Linked DNA regions of Mus musculus: all the other regions are linked to region 1. Evidence: chromatin contacts called from public promoter capture Hi-C data. All regions are on one chromosome and are shown on one strand. Each heading gives the region's core, a stretch centred on a gene start, on an enhancer-like site or on the middle of the called end of the contact. The rest is flanking DNA. Distances are from core to core; before and after follow the strand shown.

Region 1 (3,494 bases), core at 459-2,958:
CTCACAGAGATCTGATTGCCTCTGCCTCCCGAGTGCTGCAGTTGAAGGTGTGTGCCACCTCCACTCAGCTTCAAGACAATCTCTTATCTGTGAGCTCCTATAAAATATAAAACACACTTCTATTTTATAGTGGCACACATTACACTTTCCCATTGCAAAACTGAAGCAGAGGGCACAGCAAGGAATGATCAGACCAGAGCAAGACCCAAACCCAGCAGGGACCGTGCCAAATCCTGCAGCTCCATGGTTGGCATCAGGCCTTTTAGGGAATCATCTGAACTGCAAAAGGATTAGGAAGCCTTGCCTCCCGACCTCTGCCACCCACAGCACACAGAGCTCCTTCCCTCTTGGACTGGTTCCTCTCCACGCCTGTAGCTCCATCCAGCTGATGTCCCATGGGCTTTACAGCCCTAGCAGTTGGAGGTCTTTATTGCAACTTTGGCTTCATTTTCATAGCTTCATTCTGTATCCTCGTGAGGCTTCCCTTGAAGAAACCCAACCCTGTCATACATTGCCTGGCTTTATCAGCTCTCTGGAAATGTGACACAAGGCTCCATGACACTACATCCCCCCTCACCCCCCACCCTGACCCCTGCCACACACACACCATACTGCAACATTGATGCCTGTCAAACCAGTACCCTGTGGCCAATGCTGCCAAGTTCTTTTGCCAGTTTGAGAGTGTGGTACCACATTTACCTTGGGCTACATTTACAACAGCCTCTGTGTGTGCTAACCCTGGGGAAGCTTCACAGGGCTGTTGCTTTCCAGGAGCAGGAAACCCTTTCAATAGTGTTCTCAGTTCAGGCTCTCTCCTTCCAAATGAATGTACACTTTCACAAGTCGGAGCCTTCAGTGGATAGACACCTTTTAAAAAAATATTGTCCCAGGCTTTAATAACTGTGGCCTCTTTTTCAGCACCTTCCTTCTTGGCAACTTTCAATTTTGTCCTGCAGTGTTCATTCTCTATTCCTCACCAGACTGTATTTTAACAAATACTGCTGCCTCTCATTTAGACCTTGATAAGAGTGGTGAGCTATAGCCATGACCCAGCCTGAATAATGTCTTGCCTTGACATTTCCTCTGACAAATACAGTAGGTTTACGATCAATCTGTGCTCAGGTTCTCAGGACAGGAGCAGAATGCAGCCAGAATATTTGCTTGAGTACGACCCAGTATGCCCTCTAGTCCAGTTCCCAGTAGAGTCCTTGCTCCCTTCTGAAATCCATGAGCTGAGCCTCTGTGTCTACACTCTGCTGGCCTTCTATTTTTCCATACCCCTTCCCCCTATGGTTGCCCATTAAGCTCTGCTTTAGGTAAGCATTTGTGAGATTTTTCTAGTTTAAAGTTCTAAACTCTAACACACTCCTACAACAAGTTGCAAAGGCCTTAGAACTGCAGGGCTGGGTTTATTACAGCAGTAGCCCCATCTCTTGGTAACCCCCCCCTTTTTAATGAATTAGTTACTTTCTCACTCTTGTAATAAAAATGGTGGATAACTTAGGCAATGGAGAGTTTACTTTAGCAACTTAGGCAATGGAGAGTTTACTTTAGCAACTTAGGCAATGGAGAGTTTACTTTAGCAACTTAGGCAATGGAGAGTTTACTTTAGCAACTTAGGCAATGGAGAGTTTACTTTAGCAACTTAGGCAATGGAGAGTTTACTTTAGTTTGTATGTGGAAGTTACAGTCTATCATGGCATGAAAGGCCTCGTGACAGGAGCCTGAGGCAGCTGGTCGTAGTGCATCCACAGGAAGTAAAGAGAGATGGATGCAGCTGCTCATCTCTCCCCTGATTCCATCCTAAAACCTGCCCCACACAATTGCAGTGTTTATATTTAGAGTGAATAGTCCCTGGTCATTAACTTTATTTAGATAGCTCTCACAGATAGACCTAGAGGCTTTTCTAGTCTAGGTAATCTCTCAGAGGCACACTGACGGGCTTGCCTCTGGTCTAGAGTATAACCTATCAAGTGGACCATCACTGTTACCTTGAATTGAGAAAATGACCCTGCCATTCCAACCTGCATGCGAACCAGTTTCTTGATTGATCGTTGCAGTGAGCAGTGCTACCCCTGGGCTGGTGGTCCAGCGAGCTTATAAGAAAGCAAGAGTGCAAGCCACTAAGCAGTGTTCTGCCATGGCTTTTGCTCCAGTTCCTGCCTTGAGTTTCTGCTCTGACTTTCCTGGATGGTAGACTTACAGGATGAAGGAAGTCCTTTCTCCCCCGAGTTAGTTTTGGTCATGATGTTTATCACAGCGATATAAAACCTAAGTAAAGCAATCTCTATCCCTACTCCTGTTGTTTGCCAAACGTACCTAAAACGCTAAGAATTCTTGATTCTTCACCCATATTTTTGCATAGTTCTGACTGTGAAGCTTGGTTTAGCGTCCTCTGTTTCCCACAGAAAGTTTCCCAGGGATCTCTTACAGGGCTTTCCTTTGCAGTGGATGTCATCACTCCCCAAAGATACCGTTTCTTTAGAAGTGGGCACAAAGTCCTGTTGACTACTGCCTTTATAGTACAGCACCTGCCCTGGGGAGGGCCACTCTGTAGAGCCATGCAGAGTAGCCGCCTGAGAGGGGTGCAGTCTGGCTGGGGGCCTGCATGCTGAGCTACATGCCCAGGACTGTGCTCACACACAGCAGGCAGTGGGCTCATCTGAATTCATACAGAGTTTCCAGCAGCCCACCAGAGTGGGAAATATCAGACTGTCCCTCCCCAGAAAAGGCTTCATTTTTATCTGACAAAGGTTCTTGGCTGGTGGACAGCAGCCCTGTCAATCACTTCAGCTCAGACGCCACACAAATGCGTGGCTTTATACTTTTTGCTGTTCCTTCCACGAGCTTTGGCAAGGGTTGTGGGTGTGCCTAAATCAATCTCTTCTGCCTTAGTGAAGTAAGAGGTTGGATCTCTGTTTCTCTAAGGTCCCCTCCTGTCCCCACGTTCAGAGATGTAAAGGAACTGGGTGTTTGGGCACTGCCACATACCTGAAAAAGAGGGCTGCCTCCCAGAGCTCTGAGCAGCGTATCCTCTCTGCCCTTGGTGCAGCCTTGCCATCATGCAAGTCGGTGTCACTTCCTCATAGAGCCTGCCTAACATGCTCACATCTATGACGTTTGCTTTGTACTTGGTACTTTACCAAATGATGTCACACATTTCCTCTTCACTTTCCACAATGGCCCAGTGATGCTGTTAGCTCAGAGCTGAGAGGAAAGAGATTTGCTCACAGAGGTAACTTTCACACAGCGCACAAAAGACAGAGTTCAGGCTTGAACAGGAATCCAGGCAATTGAATTCTTATGCCCCCCTCCCTTGTTATATTGTTAGGTGTTTTCCCTGCCTTTGCTCCCACATGGAATTTCAAGGAAAAGAGGGCAGAATTCTACTTCATTTCAGCTTGTGCTGGCTTGCTTTATATCAATTCGACACAGGCTAGAGCCATCTGGGAGGAAGGAACCTCAATTGAGAAAATGGCTTCATGAGATTGGGC
Region 2 (3,494 bases), core at 281-2,780, 1.5 Mb after region 1:
GATTTTTGTCCTGTAACTTTCTATTTTGAAAACCGATGTCAGACGCACTGGCAGTGAGCGCCATGGTTTCTCCCTCAGCACTTTGTAAAGCACTGACTTGGATCTCTCTGCCTTAACGCGAAATTTGCCTCTTCACTGAACTGTCTTGTTTGATAAGTTCATCAAACATCAAGACCCTGTTCGTTTTCAGAAAGGATTACGATGATAAGCTTTTATAATTGAGAGTATCTCAGCTGAGATTTTCTTCACCACCGACCTCTTGCCTGGGTCTTCTAATTATTATTAGCGATGGATTTTATGATGTTCTAAAACTGTATTTGTTTTAAATACAAGCTACAGATTATCTGCTTATAAAACACGTCTCCCCTTCTGAACTGTTACTTAAAGGGACTCTCTCTTACTGTGGTATTTAATCCAGTGGTTCTCAACCTTCCTAGCGCTGTGCCCCTTTAAGACAGTTCCTTACATTGTGGTGACCCCCACTGAAAAAAAAATTGTTTCTACTTCGTAATTGTAATTTTGCTACAGTTATAAATCATAAGGTTAATCTCTGACATGCAGGATATCTAATATGCATCCCCTGTGAAAGGGTCATTTAACCCTTACAAAGGGGTCAGGACCCACAGGTTGAGAACCACTGATTTGAGCACTAATGATTCAAAATTAAATCAACGAATAAGAATTTGACTAAAATAACTTTATTTTAAGCCTCCAATGTTTGAAAGGCAGAGAATGCTTAAAATAAAGTCCCAAAGGTTAGATAAAGGTTCTGCTTAAGTACAATAAAATATTCAACAATGAAATATAAATATCTGAAGGCAGGTTGGAAATCTCAGGAAAATAGAAGAGCCAAAAATGCAAGACACAGGAGAATGTTGCCTCTGCTGTCTCCTCAAAACAAAGGTTTAGAATGATGTGGCCACGTCTCTCTACAATGTCTTGCTCTTACCCACAAAAATATTTACATATATTACCTAAATATATCCCCCCAACCAGTGTAAGTGGGATTTCTTTTTTACCATTTTCTCTTAACTGTCTCACATTGCTTGAGAAAAATTCGACTTATTAAATGCCTACTATATACAGAGGACATTTGAAATCCAGGATTGTATTACATCTGCATCTTCTGTTATAGAAGAGGTGCTATGAGGCTCCATCTACAGGCAGGAAAACTGGGAAATCAGAGAGATTAAACACTGTGGTCTGCGTTACCCCACTGCTGAGTGGAAATTGATAGCTGGCTGATCTCGTTATTACTAACTGGCTTCTCCTCTGCTCCACTCCTCCGCTGGATTAGTAACAATATGAAAAGAGATTCTCTTCCATGCCACCACAGCCCACTGCCAACATCACCATGTCTTAGATTCCCCAGCAGAAGACCTCAGTTTTGTAAGGATCCAAAGCCCACTTACTGGTTCACCTTCTCTTGTGCAGTTACCCCAGGGTGCCATGCCACCAAAGACAAGCCAAAGAAAGCAACCACAAACATCTCATCCAGAAGTCACCAACTAGTGTCTATGTAAAAGACGAGAAGAGCCTACCTTAGAAGCCATAGATATATCCAGGCTGGGACCCAAATTGTCTACCGGATGTTTAAAATGGTCAAAAGTCCCCCAGTTCCCATTCAATGTGATTAACTAGTAACCAAGGTATTGATTAGCCAAACGCCTTCAAAATGGCCCCAAGCCCTTTAGCCCTTTTAAAAAATTATCCACATGGCTAAGGAAAGGTGATGTTTAACTAAAATCAGTTCAGTGAAGAGTTTTGTTTTCAGAGAGATGCAGGTGCTGTTGCAGGCATCCTGGTGTCTTGTAGTGGCTCCTGGAGCTTCTACAGTCAAATGAGTCTGTTGTTGAAGAGAGTAGCAAGGCATAAGGCTCATTTGGTACAGAAGTTCAGATGCAAGCATCCAGGAAGGTACAGGCATGCTGACAGTTACATAAAGGTTTTGCCATGGCTCTCCAAACATCTGGAGCCTGGAAATGCATGTGACTCACTGGACTTTCTACTTTCAATACAAACACTGAGTATCATTAAGATTCAGCCTATTTATGTCTCAAGGGGACCAGATGTCTTAAATATACATCTTCAGAAACTCTCTCTGGAATTATAATGCCAATCATAGCCAACACATCTGCACTGAAGATGCCATACCTGGATATAATCCCCCACTCCCGCAGACATAAAGTAAATCAAGTAACTAGAGATGGACAGAAAATAGATGAGTAAATAGCCAAGAGTCGTTAAATACTACTCTATGCGATAGGTGCTTCGTATGTCTCTTTGTATTTAATCTTCAATCAAGAAGTCTGCCACGTGAAAATTACTAAGTCCATATTGCCACGGATGAAGTGAGAGCTCAGATCAGTGCTGAGCTAACTAGCTCAAGGGTGTACAGCTGCCTGGCTATGCCTGGAGCGGTGCAGCTTTGCCTTAGTGGGATTAGCCGGTTGCATCATTACTGATCTCAATGGGGAGACACACTGACCAGCTTGGGCGCCTGAGATTCTGATTCGTGTGTGGAAACCTCAGAAAGCCATCAAGCAGCAGCTCCCTTCCTCTCCTCAGAGGTGTAGGCAGATGTGAGCGCCTGTTCTGAAAGCTGGAGGGGTCCTAAGACTGTCTCTCTGCTTCCCACTTCTCTCCAGTTTTGATTCCTAGGTCGTCTTCGCCTCAGTTTTCCCCTGCGTATACATCATTTGAAAACTTTCTTGTCTTCTTCTCCCACAAGAAACTAAGTTGGTCTTTTCTGTGCTGTGACTGCAGATATAGGGATGGGGATGTTACATCTGGACACCCTTGAACTGCTCAAGGTAGTGTATCTGGACCTCACCTTTCTCCTAACTCCTGACATCCAATGTATGACAAAGTTCCTATCTCAGACATGCAGAGTCCCCTGAGACTGGAACTCAGGGTCCCCAACCATTTCCATAGATTCCTTCATGGGGAACAGACCTCCCCCAGCACTGTCTTCTCCAGCAGGGGTGACATTACCCTCCAAAGACCACTTGACAATGCCCAAGGATGCTTATGATGGTCCCATGGGGTAGAGATATGCTATTGGCATCCAGTGGATAGAGACAAAGCCGCTGCTGAATGTCCCACAATGCACAGAGGTCCCCACTACAGAGAAATATAACTAACCAAAGTATCAATGATGCCTGTGAGGTACTACGAGAGTCTGGCCTGCCTTCTTCTTCCCAGAACTCCTGGGTCTCTCCTTTTTATATGTATGATGGTGGCATGCTCTTTTTAAACCCACTGTCTCCTGAAGTTTCCCATGTGACTATTCTCCTTATCTCAAACCTCGGTGACATTCAGACTCCTAGTTGGCCTTTTATCATCTCTCCCCCAACATCTCCAACATTGTCATTTAAGGTCCATTGCTTTTCTCTGTAATGTTTCCTCCTTCTTGCCTTGTCTTCACTAGCATAAAACATCCCAGCCTCTCCCTCACATACACTCTGAGACTCTTGCCTGAGTCCTGGTGGGCC
Region 3 (3,494 bases), core at 445-2,944, 1.4 Mb after region 1:
TGCACAGTGCTCCATCTTTCCTCAGCCTGGTGCTCTTTGCCACTGTCTGCAGGTTGGAATCGGGACCACAGGTCCACAGGACCACAGGCCCACAGGACCACAGTCTAGGTAGGACTCAAATGTGTAAATGCCCACCTCACGTCTGGTCATAAACTATCTGACAGGTGCTTTTTTTTTCCTTCCCTCCCTTCCTCCCTCCTTCCTTCGAATGTCCTGTGTGTACAACATATGTATGCAGAGGTCAGAGGAGGATATTGGGTACTCTCCCCTATCATTCTCTATTGTAGTCCTTCAAGACTGGGTCCCCTAGTCCTGAAGATTGTGCTCACTACAGGTGCTTGTGACCAGACTGAGTGGGGTTTTGTTTTGGGGTTTCTTTTAAACATGGGTACTGAAGGTCTGAGCTTAGTCTTCCTGTTTGCACGTGTGTTATTACATACTAAGCCATCTCCCAGGTCTATAAGAAGCATTTGTAGATGTTTTAAGGAAAGTAGCTGAGTAGATTATGTTATTTCTAGAGTACTTCTACCTGGTCTTTAAGTTGACTGAACGGGGAGGCATAGCAGGTTACCTCAGAGCCATCCTGAGCAACAGAAAGCTATAGATGGGGATGCCTAGCCTAGGCACAAATAGTGGGGTGACGGTGGTAAATGATACCTGCCTTGGCTGTGCTCAGCCCTAGAGAAGTAATCGGGGTTTCTATAACCTGGAAAGCGAGGAAAGTGGTAGGTGATGAGTCTGCTAGCTACTTAGGTATATTACCTGTGGCTCTCAACAGTCTCCAGCAAATATTAGAGACAAATGTTGGATTGGCCTGAACCAATGCCTGCTAAACGTTACTTCCTAATTGCCCCATAAATAAGACACCATAGAAGTTGTGTCAATGCCCCAATACATATTTGGATGTTTTCTTAAAATTACAGTTTTTACAACATCTCCTTGCATGACATTGGCACATTTAGTATCTCACCTAATTCTTCCAGCTCTGAGACACTTGGTCAAGAGGAAACAGAGAATGTCAGCTGTATACAGAGCATACACGGTACCTGGCTGGCAGTGTTCAACGTGTTCTGAAGAGTTAAATTTACTGATGTTTTTATGTTTTATTAACATATACTAATCATGATAATAATGGCTTTCATTGTGACATGTTCATGTGTATTTTGAATATATCTCCTATCCCCCCTCTCCCCTCCACTGACCCCTGCAGCACAACCCTGGGAGACAGGCACTGTTGTCATCTGTTTTGTAGAGAGGGTAGTATGTGTTCTGGTTACACAGCTGAGAATTACATAGAAAGAATTAGGGAAAGCATATAGAAAGAACCCAACGGCAGGTAGCTGGGCTCTGGAACCCTCTCAGAGTTCCTACAAACCTAGGACTTAGACACCACAGTCCCATCTGTCTTCAGGCCTTGCAGCCCCTGTACTGAGAACAGAACATGAGTCTGTGTAGCCAGCATGTGCCTGCACTCACTACTTTACCTGTATTAACCCTCTAACCCTGAGCATTTGGGGGAGAGGGGGGGATTGGTATGTGGCTTTCCGAAGTACTCAGGTAAGGCTGCTTCCATGGAATCACAGTTCTCACTGTCCTAGGTGTGCGGTATCACAAGTGAGTACATTCGTGCTGTGCAAAGCTGAGGTTCCAGGTACAAGCGCCTGTTTGCTTTGCTGACCTGTTTGCTCTATGTCAACAGAACTGAGAGCAGCAAGAGCGAGCAGGCTATTTCAACCATCCTCGAATCACACTGGATCTCCCGCTACACAGAAAATATGAAGATAGGGGCTCAGGTTTGGAGGGCACTGGCAAAGTCGTGTCTCCTCTGTGCTACTCTGGGATGTCTCCATTTCCCTGGTTCCAGGTAAGTGGTGGGTACAAATGATTCCCTGATCGGTCACGTGGCAGAAAGCCACATAATGCTGACCAACTCTGCCACATGCCTGTGGGCAGAGGAACGTCTCTGAAAGTGATTTGCATGTGTCTGGCAAAATAAGATCAACAATTCCTTCTGAACTATCATGGACCCAAGTGCCTGGCTTCAACAAGAGTGTCTGTTACAGAACTGGCATGGTTTAATATATTCTGTCGCTCTGTGAAGAGTAGGATACAAGTTCTATAGCTGAACAAAGCTTTGGTCTGATTCTCTGTGCAAAAGAAGGTTTATTATATATGAAAATGAGCCCGTTTATGTGAATGATCTTAATAATGGCATTGTGCTGCTCTACCTGCTCAACAGCCCAATATATCTAGGGTGAGGGAGTGAGTGGGTCTCTCAAACTCCCACTTTCTCTCTTCCTTTCTTTTCCCTTCCCCCTTTCTCACAAATATTTGTTCCCAAAGAGGAAAAAAAAATCAAGATTTATTTCATCAAAGTTTTCATTCACAAGAAGTGAAGCAGCTAAAGAAAATAACCTTAGTCTGGGTTCAAACTTGAGTTCCAAAGACAGATGTGGCAGAGAAAGCAATCTGGAGACCTTCCTTGTGCCAGAGCAGTTCCCACTGTGAGATGTGGAAGGACTCAGGTACCTGGATGCTCGTGAGCACTTGTGTAGAAAGAAAGAGGTACAGCTGTTCTCTCTGCTCAGACTGCTCCCCGGTAGTAACCTCTCATTCATGTGAGCAGCACCAGGGTTCACGCGCCTCCTGTCCTGAGCTCTGCACCATGCTATTCGGCCTCCTTGAGAACCTTCCCCAGGACCGGGATTCTGAGTCTTTACCACCCACAGACTCTCCTTTAGAACCAACAAGACCCTCGACTTGGTGAAGAGACTGTCTGTACATGCTTCCCATGCATTTCCTTCTGGGCACAGAGGACTCTGCAGTACCCAGTGAATTGTGCCTGGAGGGAAGGGCTCAGACATCGCTCTCAGAAGCAGCATCATACCCCTGTCCACAAGTCCCTTGATTGCCTCAGAGGATACAGAGCTGAACAAGCCCAAACTCATATTCTCAGGGAGCGTGGCTATGTGGGGGGCAAATACAGAGACTCGTAAGAGTTGGTGCAGGGACAAATAACAATCAAGGGAGAGAGGGAAAGAGTGGCTGGTCCTCCTGAGCAGGAGTCCTGGCAAAGGATGAAGGATGCACTAGGCAGAGATAACAGCACATGCAAAGGCATGGAGTTATAAGAGAGAGAGAGAGAGAGACTAGCTTGTTCCCATGGCTCCAGGTTCATTTCACTATCATTGAGTAGACAACAAGGTAGGACCTGGAAGGAGGAGAAGGAGGAGGAGGAGAAGGAGGAGGAGGAGGAGGAGGAGGAGGAGGAGGAGGAGGAGGAGGAGGAGGAGGAGGAGAAGGAGGAGGAGGAGAGGAATAAGTAGCTAGGGAATGCAAACCACACCCTTCAGGCATAGACCTGAAGGGAAGGTGTGGAGCAATGAGACATACATATTGGCAAGTTCCCTTTGAGGTAGGTAGGAACAGGAGCTCCACCAGGTGAGAACAGAACAGGCTACGAAACTCACAGCTATGTGTGTGTCATGTAAGGA

The links. Promoter capture Hi-C pulls out the DNA fragments that hold promoters and counts their contacts.
Region 2: a promoter capture Hi-C map of liver shows a contact between it and region 1, with 5 times the contacts expected there. The contact joins the promoter of C8a here to the enhancer-like site in region 1. A contact is called at or near these places in 7 of 39 promoter capture datasets (3T3-L1-derived adipocytes, the C10 cell line, embryonic stem cells and 4 more).
Region 3: a promoter capture Hi-C map of liver shows a contact between it and region 1, with 4 times the contacts expected there. The contact joins the promoter of C8b here to the enhancer-like site in region 1. A contact is called at or near these places in 6 of 39 promoter capture datasets (the C10 cell line, cranial neural crest, embryonic stem cells and 3 more).

The regions. Positions count from the first base shown.
Region 1 is chr4:103,384,888-103,388,381 of GRCm38.p6, forward strand. The region is part of intron 1 of Gm12718 (predicted gene 12718); the gene reads left to right. Among named protein-coding and RNA genes, the nearest start is that of Gm12718, 4.1 kb to the left of the region's middle. Within about 2 kb of position 1,709, at least 9 of the 459 cell types and tissues checked have an H3K27ac peak or open chromatin away from gene starts, as enhancers often do. A contact at or near this core is called in 3T3-L1-derived adipocytes and liver, where this site is marked.
Region 2 is chr4:104,874,868-104,878,361 of GRCm38.p6, forward strand. C8a (complement component 8, alpha polypeptide) reads right to left here and starts at 1,531. Exons shown (of 11, transcript NM_146148.2): 1 at 1,413-1,531. The coding sequence starts at 1,489. It also overlaps a transcript of Fyb2 not described here.
Region 3 is chr4:104,764,623-104,768,116 of GRCm38.p6, forward strand. C8b (complement component 8, beta polypeptide) reads left to right here and starts at 1,695. Exons shown (of 12, transcript NM_133882.2): 1 at 1,695-1,864. The coding sequence starts at 1,776.